Regions from separate parts of the Macaca mulatta genome. Here region 1 is linked to region 2. Evidence: chromatin contacts called from public Hi-C data. All regions are on one chromosome and are shown on one strand. Each heading gives the region's core, a stretch centred on a gene start, on an enhancer-like site or on the middle of the called end of the contact. The rest is flanking DNA. Distances are from core to core; before and after follow the strand shown.

Region 1 (6,444 bases), core at 921-3,420, 270 kb after region 2:
GGAAAAGTTAATTATTTCTGTTGACAAAAATTGACAAATTAATTTGGTTATAATTTCTACTTCTGCTGAAATGTGTTTTAGGAATATTCTGTTTTTACTGTTAGCAATATATATTCTTTTGCTGTTAAAATCTTAGGAAATCATATAAGCTAGGTTCTGTATATGGCATTTATAGTAAATTAAAGGCACTGATTTCAAGATCTATTTTTAGTAAGATGACAATAAGTTATTTAATACTGATTATGATATGGAAAAATCTGTATAATTATGTTATTATTTGACTATTTCTCATAAGATGTATTTAGAAAAGTTACAAGTTTCCCAAATAAGCTGCTATTTGAATGAACTCATAAACCACCAAGATCATACCCAGTCCTACTGTGACACGGTGTTTAGCTTTTTCTAGTAACTGAAATCTAGGTTTTTTGTTTTGTTTTGTTTTTAATAGAATTCTCCCAGTCCTTGGCTACATCAGCCCACCCCTGTGACCTCAGCAGATGGTATTGGATTACTTAGTCACATTCCTGTCAGACCTTCCAGTGCAGAGCCTCATCGGCCTCTTAAAATTACAGCCCATTCCAGTCCACCACTGACAAAAACTTTAGTAGATCATCATAAGGAGTAAGTTCACCAATGCTTAAAAATTATAAATACCTTGTTCATAATTTTTCTTAATTCGCCTTTTAAACAGTTAATTTTAAGTTAACACATATCTTAAGATTAGGCTTGTTCTGTTTTGATATTTCTTCAAATTTGTTATAATAATAGAGTACATGCAAAGATGTCTTTTACTTTCATAGTAGAATGATATTGCATAGAAGCTATCTTTGTATTTTGCAAGAAAAAGTGGTTACAGAAATATTTGTGTATTTTCTTTGCAGAGAATTAGAAAGGAAAGCTTTTATGGAACCATTACGGTCTGTTGCATCCACGTCAGCAAAAAATGACCTGGATCTAAATAGGTCACAGACTGGAAAAGATTGTCACTTACATAGGCATTTTGTGGATCCAGTATTAAATCAATTACAGAGACCACCCCAGGAGACTGGAGAGAGATTAAACAAATACAAAGAGGAACACCGTCGAATTCTTCAAGAAAGTATTGATGTTGCTCCCTTTACAACTAAAATCAAGGGACTTGAGGGTGAGAGAGAGAATTATTCCAGAGTGGCATCATCATCGTCCAGTCCTAAAAGCCATGCCATCAAACAAGATATGGATGTAGAACGCTCAGTATCAGATCTTTATAAAATGAAGCACTCAGTGCCTCAGAGTTTACCCCAAAGTAACTATTTCACTACATTGTCTAATAGTGTGGTCAATGAACCACCAAGATCATACCCATCCAAAGAAATTTCAAATATTTATGGTGATAAACAGAGTAATGCCCTTGCAGCAGCAGCAGCTAATCCTCAAACTCTGACTTCATTTATAACATCTCTTTCAAAGCCTCCACCTTTGATTAAACACCAACCAGAAAGTGAAGGTTTAGTAGGCAAGATACCAGAACATCTTCCTCATCAGATTGCATCTCACTCAGTAACAGCCTTCAGAAATGACTGTAGGAGTCCTACCCATTTGACAATTTCTTCTACAAATACACTCCGCAGTATGCCTGCATTACATAGAGCACCAGTATTTCACCCACCAATCCATCACAGCCTGGAAAGAAAGGAAGGCAGCTATAGTAGCCTTTCCCCTCCAACTTTAACTCCTGTGATGCCAGTAAATGCTGGTGGTAAAATTCAAGAGTCACAGAAGCCTCCAACTCTAATACCCGAGCCAAAAGACTCTCAGGCAAATTTTAAGAGTTCTTCAGAACAGAGTTTGACAGAGATGTGGAGACCTAATAATAACTTCAGCAAAGAGAAAACCGAATGGCATGTGGAGAAAAGCAGCGGAAAGTTACAGGCTGCTATGGCATCTGTCATTGTGCGTCCGTCTTCTAGTACAAAAACTGATAGTATGCCAGCAGTGCAGTTAGCTTCTAAAGATCGAGTTAGTGAAAGATCTTCAGCTGGGGCACATAAAACAGATTGCCTCAAACTAGCAGAAGCCGGAGAAACTGGAAGAATCATTTTGCCAAATGTGAATTCAGACAGTGTTCACACAAAATCTGAAAAAAACTTTCAGGCTGTCTCACAGGGCAGTGTTCCCAGTTCAGTCATGTCTGTAAATACAATGTGTAATACCAAAACGGATGTAATCACATCTGCTGCCGATACTACCAGTGTTTCCAGCTGGGGTGGTTCAGAAGCAATTTCTTCTTTATCAAATACCATTTTGGCCTCTACATCATCAGAATGTACATCTTCAAAAAGTGTCAGTCAGCCAGTGGCTCAAAAACAAGAATGCAAGGTCAGCACCACAGCACCAGTTACGTTAGCCAGTAGTAAGACAGGAAGTGTTGTTCAACCCAGTTCTGGGTTCTCAGGCACAACTGATTTTATCCATTTAAAAAAGCACAAGGCAGCATTGGCTGCAGCTCAGTATAAAAGTAGTAATGTCAGTGAGACTGAACCTAATGCTATAAAAAGTCAGACACTTTCAGCCTCCCTTCCTCTTGATAGCACTGTAATCTGTAGTACAATTAACAAAGCAAACTCTGTAGGAAATGGGCAAGCTTCCCAGACAAGTCAACCAAACTACCATACTAAACTGAAAAAGGCCTGGCTCACCAGACATTCAGAAGAAGATAAAAATACTAATAAAATGGAAAATTCAGGGAATTCTGTATCAGAAATTATTAAGCCATGTTCTGTCAATTTAATAGCCTCTACATCTAGTGATATACAAAATAGTGTAGATAGTAAGATCATAGTTGATAAATATGTAAAAGATGATAAAGTCAATAGGAGAAAAGCCAAAAGAACTTATGAATCTGGCTCTGAAAGTGGAGACTCAGATGAAAGTGAAAGCAAGTCAGAGCAAAGGACTAAAAGACAACCTAAGCCAACTTACAAAAAGAAGCAAAATGATTTGCAGAAGAGAAAAGGTGAAATAGAAGAAGATTTGAAACCCAATGGAGTTCTCAGCAGGAGTGCCAAAGAAAAAAGTAAACTGAAGTTGCAAAGCAACAGTAATAGTAAGTCAGTTACTTTGTTTTATCTCAGGTAAAATGGGCTGAATGTTTTAGCTGAATTAGTGTGCTTCTTTAAAGATCAGTGAGCTTAAAGGCATCCTTTGTCTTCATTTGCATGCCTTACCTTTATGTGTATGCTCATTGATCTCGTTTCTACATTTCACAAACATTTCCCCTTTAAGAGGAAATGAGAGAACACTTATTCCTCCATTTTTAAAAGACTTGTAGAAATATATGTTTTACCTGACAGTCATTGTAGGTAATTTGCATAACTCAGCATGGAATTTAGTAGTTATTCGTATTTTGGCCATTTTTAAGAATTGTCAAAATGCAGTTATGGCTGTCACACCAAAAGTGGATTCGTAATATCAGCTAAGATATTTACCTCTACCAAGATGTAGTCAGGAAAGAAATGCTACTCACATACGCATATTTTGAGGCACATTTCTAGAAGACAGTTACACTTGTCCCTGGGTATACCTGTGGGGGATTGGTTTCAGGACCCCCCCCGCCCCACGGATACCAAAATTCACAGATGTGCACATCCCTTATATAAAATAGCATAGTACAGTCATGTGCTGCATAACAACTTTTCAGTCAGTGACAGAATGCACAGCTGGGTACAGTGGCTCACTCCTGTAATCCCATCACTTTGGGAAGCTGAGGCAGGAGGATCACTTGAGCTGGGGTGGTTGAAGCTGCAGTGAGCCATGACTGCACCACTGCACTCCAGCCTGGGCAACAGAGCAAGACCATGTCTCAAAAAATAAACAAAAAATGATGGAATGTATATATGACAGTGGTCTCATGAGATTGTAAGACTATGTTTTTATTATACCTTTTTCTTTGTTTAGATACGTAAATACTTTGTGTTACAATTATCTATAGTATAAAGTACAGTAAATACTGTACAGCTTTGTAAGCTGGGTTTGTGTAAGTACATTCTATGAAGTTCCCACAATGAGGAAATTGCCTAATAGTGTATGACTATATTTGCGTGAAACCTACACACATCCTCCCATATACTTTAAATCATCTCTAGATTCCTTATAATGCCTAACACAATCCTTACACATCACTTCATTCATGCAGGATTGAACATAGTACTCTGCACATGGCAAGTTAAAGTTTTGCTTTTTTGGAACTTTGTAGAATATTTTTTTCTCTTGAGTATTTTTGATCCATGGTAGGTTGAACCCATGGGTTTAGAACCCACAGTTAATGGAGGGCCAATTTTACTTCAGAGTAATATGAATGTGGACTATATTTCACTCTTATATCATCTGGTGACAAAATGGGAAGCTTATGGAAATTATTATCTATTTAATGCTGCTCATTCAAACAGTCCTTAATGGGTAAAAATTAATATAAGGGGAGGCTTGTGGTTTTGTGTATTCATTTTGATGTTAAAGAATTACCAAATTAATAGCTTCAAAACTGATTTTATATCCTTTGTGGCAACAGCTGGACAAACTAAGGGATACTTAACAGTAATATTCACTATAAAGTGTTTCTATATCATTTTACTCTAGTAGTAGTTTTTCTCAGTTTGCTTATTTCTTTTTAGGTATGTTGCACAATGCAGAAAGCACTTAGTTTCACTATGTCCGTGTGTTCATCCACATACAATATATGAAATATCTGTGACAGTGTGGACACTCAAGAAGTACTTTCACAAGCACTTGGATGCTTGAAGGCTCCCATTTGTGCTTTTTAACTGAATGAGGTTTTCCCACATGCCTGTGTGGAAACCAGAGGCAAAGTGAAGGAGAGGAAAACAGGAGGATGGAGTCATAGAAAAGGACAGTCAGAAAGTGAAAGAACAAAGGACAAACTCAACTAGAGCCAGAGACTGACAGACTGAAATGCAAGCATAGTCAGAAGACAGAGAGGGGGATTAACATCGAAGGATACCTGCCATTTACTTGAATATTGGATTATATACAGAGTTTCTTTTTCTTATGTGTTCCCCTTACTCTCCCTCACTGCCCCCATGAATTCATAATAGGCTTAGTGTGAGCAATTTAATTGTTTCTTTTCTGTTTTATATGACATTTCCTTTGGTGTTGGGTGTTCAGATACTTGAGTAAAACTTAAAAAGCAAAAACAAAAAAACCAGATAGGTACCTTCCAGGTTTTAATGCCTAGAAAACTCTCGTGAAGTTAAATTTATAAAATTAAGTCTTAGTGAAATATGTATTCTCTTTTCATCTTGAGACGAATATACATATTCACAAGTAAGTTCTAAGAAAAGGACCAGAATGAGTGCCTATTTTCTCCCCAGGTTGTAATGTTTAGTCAAATCTCGCCTGCTTGGTAACTAGCATGTAGCTTTAGAGAGGCTGTTTTATGACCCATTTGTTCACCAAGTCCAAAGTAATATTAAGTCAATATTAGATGTCATCTGTTAATTGTGGACAGAGTTGACTTGCTTTTCTTCTAGGCTACCTAGAAAAGTTTTTTTTTCCTTAAATATTTTTTAGAGACAGTCTCCCTATATTGCCCAGGTTGGAGTGCAGTGGCTATTCACAGGTGTAACCATAGTGCACAGCAGCCTCCAACTCCTGGTCTCAGGCAGTCCTCCTGCCTCAGTCTCCTGAGCACAGAAAAGTTCTTTAAGTTGGTAGTTTTCATAAGTCAGGGAACTTCTAAATATGAATGGATTATCTACTTCATAGATTAAATAATGTCCATTCTCTTTCTAATGTTTAATAGAATTGTCATCAGTCATGGTTAATCAAAAAGAATGAGTTAGGCTTACACCTCAACTGTGTAATGTGATTATGTACGCCATGATACATGTATAATTATATATTTTATATACACATACACATAATAGTGTGTTTCTTAGTACATTAAAGCTAGATATAATAGATTCTGTTTTATCTACTGTTTTGGAATGTTTTCCTATCTGCTACCTCTTTGTTTCTCTTAATTAAAAGTCAGCCACTTTTTCGCCACTGATTTTTATGTTTCATTTACTTCTATCTTACATTTTATATAATTTTTACATTTAATTTTATGATCTGAAACTGCCACTATATTTAAATATATAAATTCTACAATACACAAAACCAGTGGTTTATGATCACAGTTAATTTCTATATCTCCAAAAAAATATTTTTTTAAGGGGGTGGCATATTAGAGATTAATGTTTGGCGAGTATTTGTCTCTTATTTTCTTCCTCCCCAGTTTTCTGTTAGAGCAGCTATTTGTGGATTTGCTACTAGAGAACTAAGGTTCTTACTATAAATGAAGAAGTATCCATTGAGTTAGGTATTTTTTTGTTGACTAAGTATCTTAATCTCAAACTTTTATATTTTATATATTGCCAGTAAAGTATATATATATGGAATTGAAGG
Region 2 (6,564 bases), core at 2,474-4,973:
TAAACTTAGTTATTTTAAGTACTTCACTGTCATTCTTTCTGCCTGTATAATGAAAACAAATACCATCACTCTTCTGTTTCCGAGTATCTTTATGGAAGTAAAGAATGTAAGGAAACGGCCGGGCGCGGTGGCTCAAGCCTGTAATCCCAGCACTTTGGGAGGCCGAGATGGGCGGATCACGAGGTCAGGAGATCGAGAGACGATCCCGGCTAACACGGTGAAACCCCGTCTCTACTAAAAAATACAAAAAAAAAAAAAAACTAGCCGGGCGAGGGAGCCTGTAGTCCCAGCTACTCGGGAGGCTGAGGCAGGAGAATGGCGTGAACCCGGGAGGCGGAGCTTGCAGTGAGCTGAGATCCGGCCACTGCACTCCAGCCTGGGTGGCAGAGCGAGACTCCGTCTCAAAAAAAAAAAAAAAAAAAAAAAAAAAAAAAAAAAAAAAAAAGAAACAAATACTCTGAAGTTTCAAAACCGACTTGAAAAAATTTTTTAATTCATTGTTATTTACAATGTTATGATTTGCTGGCAAAAATAAAATAATACAAATACCCCTTGATACAAAACGAAGCAAAAAATGCCAGCAAACAAGCAAAAAATCTTTAATGACTTTTTATTCTACATTTTTAAAAATGTACTTTTAAGTTTTTCCAACAGCAAAATATCCACGAATTAGTGTAAACTCTAGGCATTGACTGTAGTCAAGGGATTAGTAGAACAGAATTTGGCCTATAGTTCTAAGAATATTAAGATATTTGATTAAAAATATTACAGGGATATATGCCCTCCTGAAAAACTTTGTTTCTATACATGAAATATTTTGATTGGTTTGTTGGATTACGTGCTTTTCAGAAGACTGAAAAGGGTGGAATTCAACATGTAGTGGGAGTTCCTAAGGGCCCATGTAGAGCAGTTTGCCTACAAAATTGAAAACAGCTGGCAGTTTTTATTTATGTAAGGCAACCAGCAACCTATACTCCTAAGAATGTAATTTGGTGAGTGGGATTTATGTAATAACTGATGAATTTGCATGTTTTTCTCAAATGACTTTATCTATTTTTCATTTGCTCCTAGGATATCACTGAAAATTAGGATTCAGGCATTTTTGCATTTTTACAATTGCATCATGCGCATGGTCACAAAGCAGATCATTGATGAGTTGGTATCTGGATGTTGATCTGCCTACTCTTTTTTTTTTTTTTTTTTTGAGACGGAGTCTCGCTCTGTCGCCCAGGCTGGAGTGCAGTGGCCCAATCTCCACTCACTGCAAGCTCCGCCTCCCGGGTTCATGCCATTCTCCTGCCTCAGCCTCCCGTGTAGCTGGGACTAAGGCGCCTGCCACTGCGCCCGGCTAATATTTTTGTATTTTTAGTAGAGACGGGGTTTTACCGTGTTAGCCAGGATGGTCTGGATCTCCTGACCTCGTGATCCGCCCGTCTCGGCCTCCCAAAGTGCTGGGATTACAGGCGTGAGCCACCGCGCCCGGCTCTCTTGTATCCTTACATATGTTGGATTATTGTCACCAAGCCACTTTACTGGCTCCTTAATCTACATTGATTTTAGAAATCTTCATCTGTAATTCTTCATTATACAGTGTACACTGAAAAAGTGGACTTGGAAATAAAATTGCCCAAGCAAAATTAAGTTTTTCTCTCAACTTGCCAATGTGCATTTTTGGATATGTTTTGCCTTTTTAATTTATTAGAGCTTTTTGTTGTTGTTTTCGGGGGACTGAGTTTTTGCTCTTGTTCCCCGGGTTGGAGTGCAGTGGTGCGATCTCGGCTCACTGCAATCTCCGGCTCCCAGGTTCAAGCGATTCTCCGAGTGCTGCCTCCTGAGTAGCTGGGATTACAGGCGCGCGCCACCACCCCCAGCTAATTTTTTGTACTTTTAGTAGAGAGGGGGTTTCATCATGTTGGCCAGGCTGGTCTCGAACTCCTGACCTCAGGTGATCCGCCTCCCAAAGTGCAGGGATTACAGACGTTAGGCACCGCGCCCAGCCTATTTATTACAGTTCTGTGTTTGGTCTTTAGATTAGCAAAATTCGACCATGATTATTAAAATCCATCTTCCTTATAATTTTGGTTTCTAACCTATTAGCAGTGGTCATGTTTCTCCATTTCAAATTGCCCAGCTTGAGTGTTCTAGAGAAAACAGATAAAAGCCTTATAGTTATTTAAACATTCAGATTACTAAACTTTTTTAAAATAGAGGTTCAGGAAAATCTCTAAGAGACTGAAATTTAGAATATTTTATTGGACTAGAAGAATTTTTAAGCGGACTGTAATCACTAATGCCACTGAAAAACCACAACTGGGATTTTTAAAACTACCTATAAAAAAGCAGTATAAAGTGTGCCTGAAATCGAACTGCTCGCTGACATCTGTAGGGAGGTTTGATTTATAACAATTAAAGAAGTTGATCAAAGAAGAGTGTTCCAAGAGATCTGTGTGTAGGTTAGGGAGTCCTATTGTAATTGGATGGGAAATAAATATAATTTATTTTCTTGAATTGTGATTGGTTAAAATCCTTTTGTTTCCGTGGTATTTTCTAATAACTGAATCTGGGGATTTTCTCTGCTGTTATTATCCGACCTACCTGTGTGTTTGAGGTATGTACTAGTACTAAAAGCACTAAGACTGTCGCAGACAAGGTTTGTGAAATTTCAGGACGTTGACAAGGGCCCGCCACGGAGCATTTACTGTTCTTATAATAAAGCAGTGACGAATTTAAATCTCTGAATAGCTTAAACATGTAATTAGTATCGCTACAAAAGAAAAGGATGATATTTTCCCCTTCGTTTTCCCTTGAAGTCATGAACGGTTGGTTCTGCTGTGACTTTGGGGCTTAGTTTTCAGTAGAAGTGTTGTCCTGCTCTGCTGCTGGTACTGCGGTACTGCTAATTCAGGCTAACTCAGGCGGCGGGCGCCGTGTGCTCTGAACATCGCGCCGGGGGTGAGGCGTCAACCCTGGAGTTTATTTTGTGATCAAAGTGGAACCACTACACTTCACTTTCCCCTCACCTCCACTTCTGAGGGAGCAACGAATACACAGGTAGACCCCCAAAAGCTTTGAATAGCTGTCGCCTACTTCCCCGCGGCCGGCTTCATTTCTTGGTCTGCCGCCGCCGCCACCTCTGGATCTCGGAGGACCCCGTGGCGGCCGCCGCCTCCGCAAGGCTGGGCACTACTTTCCGTCTGCGGTGGTTCCGCCGACCCTCCCGCGGCTCCTGCCCCGCCCGCGCCGGCGGAAGGAGACGCGCTGCGCGTCGCCGCTGCCCGGGGACGGAGACGGAGCAGTACTGGCCGCGGTGCGGTGGCGGCGGCTGGGCTGCCTCTGGGTGTTCGACGGCCGTGTTGGGTTTTCTCTCACTTTTCTTGTGTGGCGCTGCAGCCCAACGCTGCGAATCTGGGATTCCAGAGGAGTGTTTGGGGGAGGGACCGAGGTCGCTGTGTCCGGGGCAGAGCGGCCAGTGCGCCCCGAGTCTGCGCTCGTTCGGGGCCGCTGCCGTGCCCCGGTTCGCTCTCCTCAGCATGAGCGGCCGGTAGGAGCGAGGTTTCACCGGTTCCCTCGCCCTGGAGGAGGCAGCGGTCGCTTCGGCAGCGACGGCTATGGCGGTGGAGACGCGGCCGGAGCTGGTGGGGAAGCGGTTCCTGTGTGTGGCGGTCAGCGACGAGGCGCGTCCGGAGCGCTGGGAGAGCGGACGCGGCTGGCGAGCGGGGGTCATCCGAGCCGTGTCACACAGGGACAGCCGCAATCCGGACCTGGCGGTAAGAGAGCGAGCGCCCCCCTTCCCCCCTGCCGCGTCCGCACCCGGCTCTCGCAGACGTACCTTGCGGGCTTCCCTCTGGCACCTCGCTCAGCCCGGCCAACTGGCGGTCACGCCCCTCTGCCGAGCCCTTGGCTTGTTTGCCCGCATCCCTTGCCTGGGTCCCTGCCTCTCTGCGAGCGGCTTCCCCAGGGGAGGCGGTGTCGGAGCGGGACTCCCGGGATAGCCGCGGAGGCCGCCCTGCCCCCAATCCCGGAGGGGTCGACCGCAGCTGCCCACTGTGGCGCCTGGGCGGCCGCGGAGACCTCCCCAAAAGGCGGAGCTGCGAGTCCGGCGCCGCGCGGGCAGGTAGGGGTAGGGGGCGGACCACTCATAGCGATAGGTGGCCAGCTTCCCTGGCATCTCTTTTCTTGGAAAAGTGTTCATAGTGTTGTAGCTCGAGACTTAAAACTTGTCCTGTAAGTTTGCTGAAAGGGAGGGAGGAAAGGACAGAGACGTTCCCACACAGTCCGGGGATTCCTTTGTGTTTTAGAGGCAGAGGCCGTGGTGGTGGTGGCGGTGCCCGGGTTTATCCTCACCTTAATAGATGCTTGGCTTTCTAACCGGAAAGGTTTATAAAAGTGAAAAATTTTGGTATGGAGGGTAATCTCTTTCTTTCTGTGCCCAGTGTACTTTTTTTGTTAGAAAGATGCAGTGCTTTGGAGTCAAGCTGTTTCTGGGTTTTATATGGTTTTAAATAAGACGAAAAATGTCAATTAAAATGTTAAATGCCATGCAGAATTGATTGTCTTTTTTTTTCTTTTGCTTTCTTATGTGTGACACTGCCAGTGTTTTCTTTGAGTAGTGTAGGTATGTGCGTGATTTTGAGCTGTAATATGCTCTGTTGTGTTCCCAAGTGCATTCTCACTGAGGGGCAGCTTGAAGGTAAGGGGCGTAGTAGAGACAAGACATAGACTAGACTTCCCAAGGTTGATTTATGAATACGTTATCTATGAAATTTATTTGTAGTGCCCTGAGCCACTTATTTTTTCACTGAAAATTTCAAATTTAGGAATATTTTTTTCCCCTTGTATGCATGCAAGCTTACAATTCCAAATTCACTGTAATATCTGTACAGGTATCTACCTAATGTTTTTTACCTACCTGTTTTAATAGTTTCTGAATGTTTTGTAAACTCGGGTTTTCATCACTGTAGTCAGTGATATAGTTAATGCGGCATGTATTAATGTTGACTCGACGTTGCAAAATAGGTATGTTTTGCTAATAGGTGTTTCTAACAGGAAATAGAAGTAGTTTTGAAGGTTTTGGCTGGTTATTTTCGTACAAAAGTGTATAATCTTCCTTAAGAAGTATTGCTGATGTTAGTGGTTCTAGAAATTGGGAGTTCCATCAGTAACTACTTTTATTTTGTTTGTGTAAAAGGCTGAGGTGAGAGGATTGCTAGAGCCCAGGACTTGGAGTCCAGCCTGGGCAACATAGGTGAGACCCCCCCATCTCTAAAAAAGGAAAAAAAAAATCTATATATAAATGACTTTATTGCTTTCTTAGTTGAGAATTTAAGTGTTGTAAAGAGAAGGTTTACATATATTAGTAAATGGTAAGGTATTAAGCTGGATATTAAAAAATAAATTATCTGTGGATGGTAGAGATTGACTGGAAAGAATGGGAAAGAGTTTCTTCAGGTTATGGAAATGTTTCCTATCCTGATTGTTGGTTACACAGGTATATATATTTACACAAGTAAATATATATATAAATATATATATTTGTCAAAACTTATTGAATTGATACTATCTTTACATTTCACCGTATCTGATTTTACCAAAAAAAGAAAAATGTATGTTGAACCATAACTATGTGAACCCTTGATGAGTTTTTTATCTTAAGTCTTTATTTGAAAATTTGAATATTACTAATTTAGTTTTTTTAGCCTAGAATCTACCATTTTAGATTTATTTCCAGATTTTCTTACATTCATATTTCTTAAACGAAACTTGGAACAGTTTAGCATTAACATAATGTAATATTCCTGTTAGACTGTGATTACTGCAGAGTAGATTTTAAGTTAAATGAAATTAGGCTGGGCACAGTGGCTCATGCTTGTAAACCCAACATTTTGGGAGACTGAGATGGGAAGATACTTGAGCGCAGGAGTTTGAGACCAGCCTGGGCAACATGGTGAAACCCTGTTCCTACAAAAAATACAGAAATTAGCCGGGCATAGTGGTGCAACGCCTGTGGTTCCAGCTATTCGGAGGGCTGAGGTGGGAGGATCACCTGAGCTCAGCGAGGTTGAGGTTGAGACTGCAGTGAGCCAAGATTATGCCACTGCACTTCTGCCTGGGCAACAGAATGAGATCCTGTCTGTAAATAAACAAATAAATATATAAAATGAAATTATATGGAAAATGTTGAATAGGCTAGCTTGTGATTTTTTTTTTTAAAGCTACAAATATGTTTAATTAAAAACCTATAAGTATATTAGAAGTCCTGGCTGAATACACCTGTGGCACATGATTCGGAAGGATAATGATAAGAACTTGAAAGTAGTTGAGGGAATGCTGTGTCTCAAAGACAATCAGTTATTCTTATTTTGGGTCTTATGTATGAGGAATTGCCACGTGCATTAAATTTCTATAATTGTTTTAACTAATTAACGTAATCTTGGTGGTTTAAATGTTATACGCTTAATATTTGGTAGTTCTAGAGATGAAACTATGATGAAAAGACCTGAATCTTGCTGGGCTAAAATCAAAGTGTGGCAAGACTGTTTATTCTAGGAGAGATCCATTTTCTTT

What was found. A called contact is a pair of places that touch in the nucleus more often than the background predicts.
Region 1: a Hi-C map of fetal cortical plate shows a contact between it and region 2, with 2.3 times the contacts expected there. The contact joins the enhancer-like site here to the promoter of LOC114669982 in region 2. A contact is called at or near these places in 3 of 14 Hi-C or Micro-C datasets (fetal cortex germinal zone, fetal cortical plate and liver).

The regions. Positions count from the first base shown.
Region 1 is chr9:86,597,116-86,603,559 of T2T-MMU8v2.0, forward strand. JMJD1C (jumonji domain containing 1C) reads left to right here. Exons shown (of 26, transcript XM_077946712.1): 9 at 449-621; 10 at 882-3,085. Among named protein-coding and RNA genes, the nearest start is that of NRBF2, 77 kb to the right of the region's middle. Within about 2 kb of position 2,171, at least 12 of the 40 cell types and tissues checked have an H3K27ac peak or open chromatin away from gene starts, as enhancers often do. A contact at or near this core is called in fetal cortical plate, where this site is marked.
Region 2 is chr9:86,329,478-86,336,041 of T2T-MMU8v2.0, forward strand. LOC114669982 reads right to left here and starts at 3,724. Exons shown (of 1, transcript XM_028826600.2): 1 at 1,355-3,724. The coding sequence starts at 3,724. The coding sequence ends at 3,104. The region is part of intron 2 of JMJD1C (jumonji domain containing 1C); the gene reads left to right.